2 separate regions of the Mus musculus genome follow, and region 2 is linked to region 1. The links are chromatin contacts, called in public promoter capture Hi-C maps. All regions are on one chromosome and are shown on one strand. The core of a region is the stretch at or near the end of the contact, and the rest is flanking DNA. Distances in the headings are between cores, read along the strand shown. Region 1 holds the start of Lrrc1 (leucine rich repeat containing 1). Region 2 holds the start of Tmod2 (tropomodulin 2).

The links. Promoter capture Hi-C pulls out the DNA fragments that hold promoters and counts their contacts.
Region 2: a contact with region 1 is called in a promoter capture Hi-C map of embryonic stem cells, with 5 times the contacts expected there. The contact joins the promoter of Tmod2 here to the promoter of Lrrc1 in region 1. A contact is called at or near these places in 3 of 39 promoter capture datasets (embryonic stem cells, hippocampal neurons and pre-B cells), 1 of 115 datasets of contacts at active chromatin or transcription factors (astrocytes) and 3 of 9 other capture datasets (adipose tissue, embryonic stem cells and macrophages).

Annotation. Positions count from the first base shown.
Region 1 is chr9:77,542,198-77,546,667 of GRCm38.p6, reverse strand. It overlaps Lrrc1 (leucine rich repeat containing 1), which reads left to right and starts at 1,816. Exons shown (of 14, transcript NM_001146048.1): 1 at 1,816-2,203. The coding sequence starts at 2,045.
Region 2 is chr9:75,608,874-75,613,343 of GRCm38.p6, reverse strand. Tmod2 (tropomodulin 2) reads left to right here and starts at 2,019. Exons shown (of 10, transcript NM_016711.3): 1 at 2,019-2,320.

The DNA of each region.
Region 1 (4,470 bases), core at 567-3,066:
CTAACTAGAACACAGAGTAGCCGGGATTCAAATCTGATAGTTAAGTCATGTGGATTTCGGTAGTTTTCAGGATCTGCAAAGCAGGTAAGCTGTTCAGAAACCACAATGTTTTTAGACATAAGAAGAAACACGATCACAACACAGAGAAGAATAAGGAATGCTTATTCAGGTTGGAATCCTTAAAAGACCAGACATATGTTAAAAACATACTAATCATTTATTAAAACAACCTAGTGTATTTCTGAAAAACAAAACAAAACAAAATACAACAACATTAAACTGAGTAGCTCAGCTTTCTATAACTTAAAAAAAAAAAAACCAGCTGGAAAACCCACAAAGTTAGTGACGTATCTTCTTGGATGTCTCAATCAGGAATCAGAGTTTTTCATGGGAGGTGGCAGGACATGGGCTTTATACACACTTCTGGAATGCAAGAATGAAGGAGGAGTGGAGGCTCAAAGTCCGCCTCAAGAATGCAGGCACCAAGTCAGGTTAAAAAGTGAAGTCAGCATAGTGGCAGGAATTAGGTACTGGCTGTAACCATCAAGTCTAGGTGATAATCCTGAGGTAAAAACAGGTCAAATTTCCTCCTTCATCAATCAAGACAAGAGATCCTCCTGATAGAGACGAAACCTTTATGTATCTCTCCCCCTCTCCCCCTGGGCAAGTGCCCTGTGCAGTTAAAAATACTGAAGAGACAATGAAAAAAAGTTTCAGAGCAAACTCTGCCTTGGTTACTAAGCAAGCTCAATTTTCAATCTTCTGCATATTGTGATGTTGGTGACTCCAGATTTGAGCTGAGGGAGCATAAGGCTTCCTTTGCTGGGTGGGGAGTCAGAGAAGACTCTTAAAACAGTCTATTAGCTATTGTATTTGGCCTAAAACGGAGTCATCAACTGTTCATGTGGAGTGAGTTTGGTTAGTTTGTATCGTTGACTCTGAAAACAGAAGAAAAGGGGTTCAAATGTCTGGCTGTGGTAACGGGAACCTCTGAGGAGCAAAGGAAGAAATTTGGGGCTCCCCGCCCCAAACTACAGCGTGGGTTGCAATCTCCCCTTTGTAAGACGCAGGGTGCTGTTGAAGAAATACAGGAGCCAGCTATTGGAGGTTCATCTGCCTTCCTGCACCAGTGCTTTCTGTACCTCAGCCCAGGTTAGCCCCCAAAGCACATCTGGCTAAGGTGGAGCTAATGCTGAAGCGCACCTTTGCCATCTCCTTTCTTCTCGGAGCATCTTTTAGAAGATTTTTGAAGACGGACATCCATGCTTTTGTTGGCACCAGGAAGTTGGTGACACGTACATCTCAGATAAGTCCTGCTCACCAAAGATGCTCTCAGGTCGTAGGGCCTGCCAGCGAGTGTGCGCAGACACAGGGCACAAACGGGGGTTAGGAGGAGGGGGTGTCGGAAAGCCAGAACCGACTCCTTCATTACCCCGCGCTCAAGGTACTCGGCGGGGCGGTACTTCCTGACCCCGGAAGAGAAAGTTGTTTTGGGGAAGGGGAGCAAGAAAAAAAAAAGCACGGTGAGTAAAATGAAAACTCCGAAGTTGTTCTGCTCCTTCTGGCCTTCGGTCCCTGCCCTCCTTAGGAGCTTTTTGGGGCGCGGCTCCCTCCAGAATCGCACACTGTGCGACTCCCCGCGGAGGAGAGGACCGCAGGAGCACCGTCTCCCGACCCTCCCGGGAGCCGGGTCTCCAGGAAAACCCGGAGCGGAGCATCCCCGGCCGGGACACGCCCTCTGCGTGCCGCCGAGTGCGCATGCCCAGTGCGCGGCGGCCGCGAGTAGGAAGCGGAGCGCGGCGGAGGGGGCGGTGGGAGGGGACGCTCGCGACTGTGGCGAAGGCGCGGGACGCGGCGAGGGTTCCCGCGGCTTCCTCAGAACGTTCGGGACGGTGGAGTCCTTGCGAGGCGCGAGCGAGCTTGGAGCCAGCAACGAGCTTGGAGCGGGCGGCGGGCGGGGAGCAGCGGGGCGGCCGGGCGGAGCGGGCTCCGAGCCCCGGGCTCCGCGGCTCGGCGGGACACGGCTCTGGTGGTGGAGGCGGCGATGTTCCACTGCATTCCCCTGTGGCGGTGCAACCGTCATGTGGAGGCCATCGACAAGCGCCACTGCTCGCTGGTCTACGTCCCCGAGGAGATCTACCGCTATGCCCGCAGCCTGGAGGAGCTGCTGCTGGACGCCAACCAGCTCCGGGAGCTCCCCGAGGTGAGTGCCCGCCTCACCTGGCGCGGTGGCCGGGTCCGTGCGCTCCTCCGCTGACTGCTTCGCTCTGGGAGACTCTGGCCAGCGGGGTCCCACTACTGCCCTCAGCCCTCCCTGTGCCCCCCTCCCCTGCTTCCCGATTAAACCCATCCTCCAATAAAAGTTGTTTTTCATTTATACCGAAAGACTTGGTATTTAACAAGTAGTTACATGGCTAGTGGAGAAACGTTCTGGTCCACTAAGTGGCTTAGATCCACGTCTGGGAACTAATGCCGGTTAGGTGAGAAGCCAGGTAGCTCACACTGTTCCCAGCTGGGGGCGACCATGCGCCCCATCACGCCCCGGGGCGATCGGCTAGCAGCCAATTCTCCAGCTAGTGGCTTGGAGCTCCTCATTTTGGGCTAACGCAGGTCCCAGAGGATGTGGGGACCCAGCAGCGCGAAAGTAAGCTTTAGTATATCTTGGCATCTGTAAGGAATGTGCTCCGGGCCTTATCTCTGTGGGCTATGCCCTGGAGAGATGGCGCTTGGTCCGCTTCGGTAGCCCCGTGGCCGCATTGGGGTGCTGGGCAGGAGGAGAACTGCTGCAGGTGCCCAGGTTCCCGCCGCTGGTGCACTGCGTGCGTGGACCTGTTGCGTGGTTGGAACTGCGATGAACGTGTGTAGTGGCTCCCGCTGCGAGTCAGCCCTGCTTGCTGCCTTTCCGCCACCACAGAGCTTGCTTGGGTCTGTCCTATCACTAATGCCATATCTTTTCAGAGTTGTTTATGAAAATTAATCATCTGCCGCACCGAACTTGGCCTGTGACAGATACTGATTGTGCTTCTAGGCCCTGCTGGGGTTAGACGCTGAACTTTTAACCCTTGAATTTGCCTCGGGATTCTAGCTTTAACTGTTAAGGAGGACGCATCCTTTACCCAGGTGTAAGGAGGAAGTAAGCCAGTGGCAATCCAGAGGTGCAGGAAATGGAAGTCCGCTGGGAGGCCCGGAGAGAGCCTAAAGGCCCGAGCCTCGGAATGCAAGTACCTTGTTTGTCCTTTGTTACCGCTGATGATGTCCTGCCATTTTCAAAGAAACTCTGATCAGATGTCTGGTTTGTTGGAACACGGACTGATAACGATCGCCAGTGCTGACAGAGTTTAGAAAATCACAAGTGTGTTTCTCTCAACATCTCGAGTGAAGTTCGTCTTGAATTAACTTTTCTTGGTTCCCATGGCCTCCTCTGTGTAATCACAAAGATTACCCTCACTCGGATCTCTGCAGAGCACCCCTCCCAGCCCTTAATTTAATTCAGTAGGAAAACCACCCAGATCCCTCAGGCATGTATTATTTTGCAGGCATTTTCAAACACATGATCTGGTTTTTAAGCTTCGCTGTGTTTTACTTAAGTGGGAAGCTCATTGCTTTAAGTTGTATAATTTTTGAAATGTAGCAAATGTTGCCTAATGCTTTGCAAGGGATTTGAAATAAAGTTACTAAAAGACTTAGTAAAAAGCTCTTGACTATAAACTTTGCAGTGCTTTCTGTAGACTTTGTGTTTATTGTGGAATTGGACGATTTCTTTGGGTTGGATTGGCTTTTCACTCCTTTTTGGAGTTTGTTAGATTTCCTCTAATGCTGGAGTTTTTGTTTTTTTTTTGCTTGGCGTAGAGACTCAGAGTTTTGGAAGTGTCAGGTATTTCTGCAGATGGTACATGATAACTCAGAGACTCAAAATTAGGTCTGATGGCATTCTGTAAATACTCTAAATAAACATTTCGAAACCAATGGGTGATGGCCTTCCTTATTGCTAAGTATTGCTCTAATAGCCTTAAATCAAGGTCCTGTAAAATGGATTCCTCTCTGTCTCATCTCACCCAGACTGTTGGGTTTGTACATGCCAGACAGGAACAGCAGCTACCTTGAAAGTCTGTCTGTTTCCTCAGCCTTTCCTTGGGCTAGCCATTGTTCATGTTGGAGAACTCGTAACTCATGGCTATCGCTCCCTGGTGCGTCTGGCTTCTAACTCCAAGCGCCTGTCTGCTCACCACCATCTCACCCCTCTTGCTGGAAGGCTTCAAAGGTTCTTGGTGTGCTGGCGATGACCGCTGTCTGGTTCATTGCCTGTAATTTGGGAGCACATCCGAAAGGTAGGTATACACTCTACCTGGGCAACAGGCTTTGGGATAATGATAGATACCTACACTCCACTGAAGGGTCTGCCACCTCTCATTTGCTCCAGCATTTTCATTTACAAATTGAGACACAGAATTGCAGTGATTTTTCCTCAGG
Region 2 (4,470 bases), core at 770-3,269, 1.9 Mb after region 1:
CTTTCTTTATGAAGGACCAGGACACAGCCACAGAAGGTAGTCGGCTACCAGGTATCTTTGTCTCTCTTTCCTCCAATCTGAACAAAGGTGCTTCAATATCTTTAGATTGTGCCTTTCGCTAGTAAAACTGTTGATCTGATCTGTAAACAGCCCCATTTTTATTTAGTAAAAGACTATGCTTTGTGATGAATGTACAACATAGAAAGGTCAGATATCCTGTCTGTTATACAGACCATTTGGCATAATAAAAGCATAGGAAAACTCGAGAACATTATTTAAACTGGTTTGGTCACACCTCCAGTTCTTTTCATTCTGACAAGGGGATGCAGGGTTATAGTTGACCATGGAAACTCTGTTGTCTCTCAGCAGCCATGGTATACCTGTGTTCACCACCCTAGTTTCCAGAGCCTTAAAAGGCCAGCTTTTATTTTCTGACTCAGCCACCCACTGGCCTAATTTTTGTTTATTTATGTTAATGTTCATGTTACTTGTGTGGGGATGCCCTGGGAGGGCAGAAAAGTGCATAGGCTACCCCAAATTTAGAGTCACAAGCTGTTGCGGTCTGTCTTGTGTAGGCGCTGGGAACCACACTGGTGTTCCCTGGAGAATGATGTCCTTAATGACTAGAGAAGCTGGATAAACCTATCCTACCACCTCTCTTTCTTGAATGACTCTGAACTCCCATAAAAACTCCCTTTGTTCATCCCATGGGACTGTTACAAAAATTTTTTAAAAAATTACAGGAATATGAAGGCATATTTTTCACATGCATGCAAAGTTGCTGCTATTATTTTCGACTTTAGGATTTCTTCTACAGCATGTTTTTTATTTCAGCTATGTGACTATTGCATACCTCACCCCAGATAGCAGCCATTCAAGTTCACCCTCACCCATCCTTGGTCTACTATAGATCCAGTCAGCCCTGAAGCATCCATCTCTTTAGTTCATGTTCCTGCACTAATCCCAACATAACACCAATCCCACCATATAGTGAAATACTGCATGGAGCAACTTGGAAAAAAATACAACAACAACTCAGAACAGCTATAACTGTCAAGTACCCTTCAAAGGTTATATACTCAGCGTACCCAACAAGGAGTCAAATGGAGAGCAACCTTATGGAATAGAAAATGCCCCTATTGTGTGTATGGTGGTACATACCTGTAGTCCCAGACCTTAGGAAACAAAATCAAGAAGACTAGGAGTTAAAAGATCAGCCTAGGCTACATGATAGGACTCGTTCTCAAAAGAAAGTTTCTGGAAGGAACCCATTTTGCTATGCACTTCCACAATCAGGGATTCGTCCCATTCAACTTTCATGCCCCAGAAACAAGATAATATTCTGTAGTTCCTAAGAACCAGTCAGAGAGAAAGGACATTTCAGTACATCTTCGTTGGTGGGGATGGAGGTTAGACTGCTAAAAGACCCACAGTAATAAACTCAGGGAGTTTTAACTTCTACCCAGGCCAGAGACGCAGCTATCTTTTGCATAGCACTTTTTGCAGGACTTTCCCATCAGAGACTGCATCCAAAGAATGTCTTCTGTAACCACAATGAAGGACTCCGGACTGTGTGTGCTCTTAGTACAGATAGACCTGCGGTTGTTGACTCCCACACCGCATCTTTAAGCTGTAAACATTTTACAGGGAATGAGTCTCGAATCCAATGTCCAGTATGAAGCCAGTGTGTAGGTATCAGTTCCCCAGCACTCCCAAACCAAAACTTTTATCCCACTCCCCAAACCCCAGTTAGTTTTCCAACCCCTCTTAAGCAATTAACCCATCTAGTTCTTCCCACACCTACACCTAGCCAGTAAATCCTAGGGCAGGCCTGGTCTATTCCTATACTTGGCCCAAAGTGGGCCTTCATGAGGCTGCCCAGAAAGATGCTCAGCTGTCCACAGTCTTGTCAAGCTTCTGCCACCCATGGCGTCAATGATCCTGAGCCAGTCCACAGAGCCTACCCAGCATCCCCCAAACCCAGGCTCCACCTGCCTCGCAGCGTGCTGGCGCACGTAGCTCTAGATTCTACCGGAGGACCCTGCGAGGCCATCGCGTCATTGGGAGACGCAGCTGCGGCCCGGGCAAAGGGTCCTGTCTCGGAGTGGCCACCGCGCGCCGCCAGAACTACGCTTCCCAGGCTGCCCCGCTGCAGCCGCGCGCCCCGCGCCCCGTGCCGCGCCGCGCCCGGCCGGGAGCCGCCTGTTGATCGCAGCTCCAGCCTGGGGCCACGGCGCCGCCCCTGCTGGTCGGACCCGCTCACTCCTGGCTCTAAGGCTGCTGGGCAGGACCTTCCGCTTCGGGATGGGCACAAGCAAAGGTGAGAACCTGGGACAGGAGGGCACTGTCGGGACATCCTATCTGAAGCACCCCTGTCCCCCGCTTAGCGTGTCCGCGGGAGGATGCTCCATAGCGTGGCGCGCGGCCAAGTGCAGCCCGCAGCGGCTTGCACCCGAGCTGCTGGTGCGCGTGGTGGCAGGGGACCGAGCCGGGCAGCCGGGGATGAGTGTGGGTACCGGTTGCACTGTGCCCTGCAGTCCCGCAGACCCTCGGCGCCGCAGTCCACGCGCAGATGCAGAGAGGGCGCGGTCTCCAGTCGCTCCGGGCTACGGAACTGGGGTTTTCCACCTTAGGCTTTGTTTCCCATTTTCTCTTCTCCCGTAGACCGGTGTGTGATAAGCTCTCTGAGTCTTGGGCATCTCACGGCCTCATTTGAGCAAGAGCCTGGGAAGGGAGGAGTCGGGCCGGCATCTTTTCTGAGATCCTGGGAGCTGTCACAAGGACGCATCTGCCTTCAGAAAGCCTCTCTGAGCAGGTCCCAGAGAATCTTTTCTTATTCTTCCTGGTTAAAATCATGCTGGTCTGTGTCTTTCCGAGGCTTCTTTGCTTTAACCTGTTAACCTGCAAAAAATATGAAGGTCGGGTTTTTTTTTTTTTGGGGGGGGGGGTGATTTTTTAAAAGGCTCTGGGAATTTTTATTTTAAAATATTAGAAGATGGGAAGGTAATGCGGCTAAAATGCAAATTACAGGAAAGAGGCCGAGAACGCCATCGTTTCTCCGGCGCCTATTAAATATCTGATTCACCATGCGCTTGGGAAGGGAGAAAAAAGAACATCAGAGAACGAGAACGTATTACAAAAGCATGGTTTCCATAGCAGCTCCACCATCTAGGCGCTGATGGATGCTGGGCCAGACCCCCTCTCCTCTCTAAGCTGCGATCGCCGTGTAAAATGAGATATTTGGTGAGATGGATTCTGAACCTCTTTTCGTCCTAGATTCTTATATCAAGGTACTGAGATGGCCAGAGTGTTTAACACTTTTACAAAATGCTTGATGGAAACCGAGCGAACAGTTTTCCCTTAAAGAAACAGGAGGATTTTTCAGGGCTTAGCCAATCCAGTTTTGGTTTTTTGTTTGTTTATTTATTTGTTTGTTTGTTTGTTTGTTTTAAATATGCCTGGTTCCCTCAGTTTTCTTCAGTATAGCTCAATAAATATCTCAAAGGTTTGGTTTTTATGTTAATATAAATTGGCAGGCCACAATGTGGTGGTTTTGTTTGCAGCAGGCACTTCGATCAGCTGATAAAGGTTAGTGGCTCCCTAGGGCTGGGCCTGAGCTGTCAAATGTGCTCAGCAAAAAGGTGGGGGAGGAGACTCCAACAAGCAATAGCCAGAGAGAACATACAGTGAGGAGAGAGAGAGTGGTACTGATGGGTTATTGTGGGAAAAGTGAATTCACAATAGAAGGTCTGAGAGACACACTGTACATCACTGACCTAACTCCCCAGCTGGTACAAAACCAATGAGTGTGAACAGGATTTCATATTATTTCAGAGCATCATACTGAGGGAGCACGTGTCTTTACAATGCAGAGATTAGGAACTTCCCACCATCCTCCCAAGGTCAAGGTGGTACCTCTTATGGGTCTCCTGCTATAAGAAGACCATCTATATTTCACCCGTATAGTATTCCAGCCTATATAATGCAGGGGTAGGGAACAGCTATCATAGGTGGGAAGAATGCAGGTGACTGTGAATTGATGTATGTGGACTTTGACTGCTACATGAGAAAACAATAGTTGTAAAAGATCATTTGGGGGGACAGGATGTGATAGGGTCTGACTTAATCCGAGCACATAGAACTCTGTGAGTTTAAGGCCAGCCTGATCTGCATAGGGAGTTCCAGGGCAGCCCAGCAACATGTAATGAGACCCTGTCTCAACCTTGCATACAAAATAAAGAAGTAAAGAGAAATAATTTGGAGATGTGCAAGATAACCTGAATATGCACTGTGTGTTAGACAATATGGAAACTGTTCTTAGATACAGTAAAGGTACTGTAGTATATAGGAGATTGTTCTAATTTTTTTGAATTTTAAATATTTTTAAATACCTTTACTTATTATTTGACACAGTGTATCTTGATCCTATCCATTCCTCCTTAGCCCCCAGTATGTCCTCTTCCAATCTTC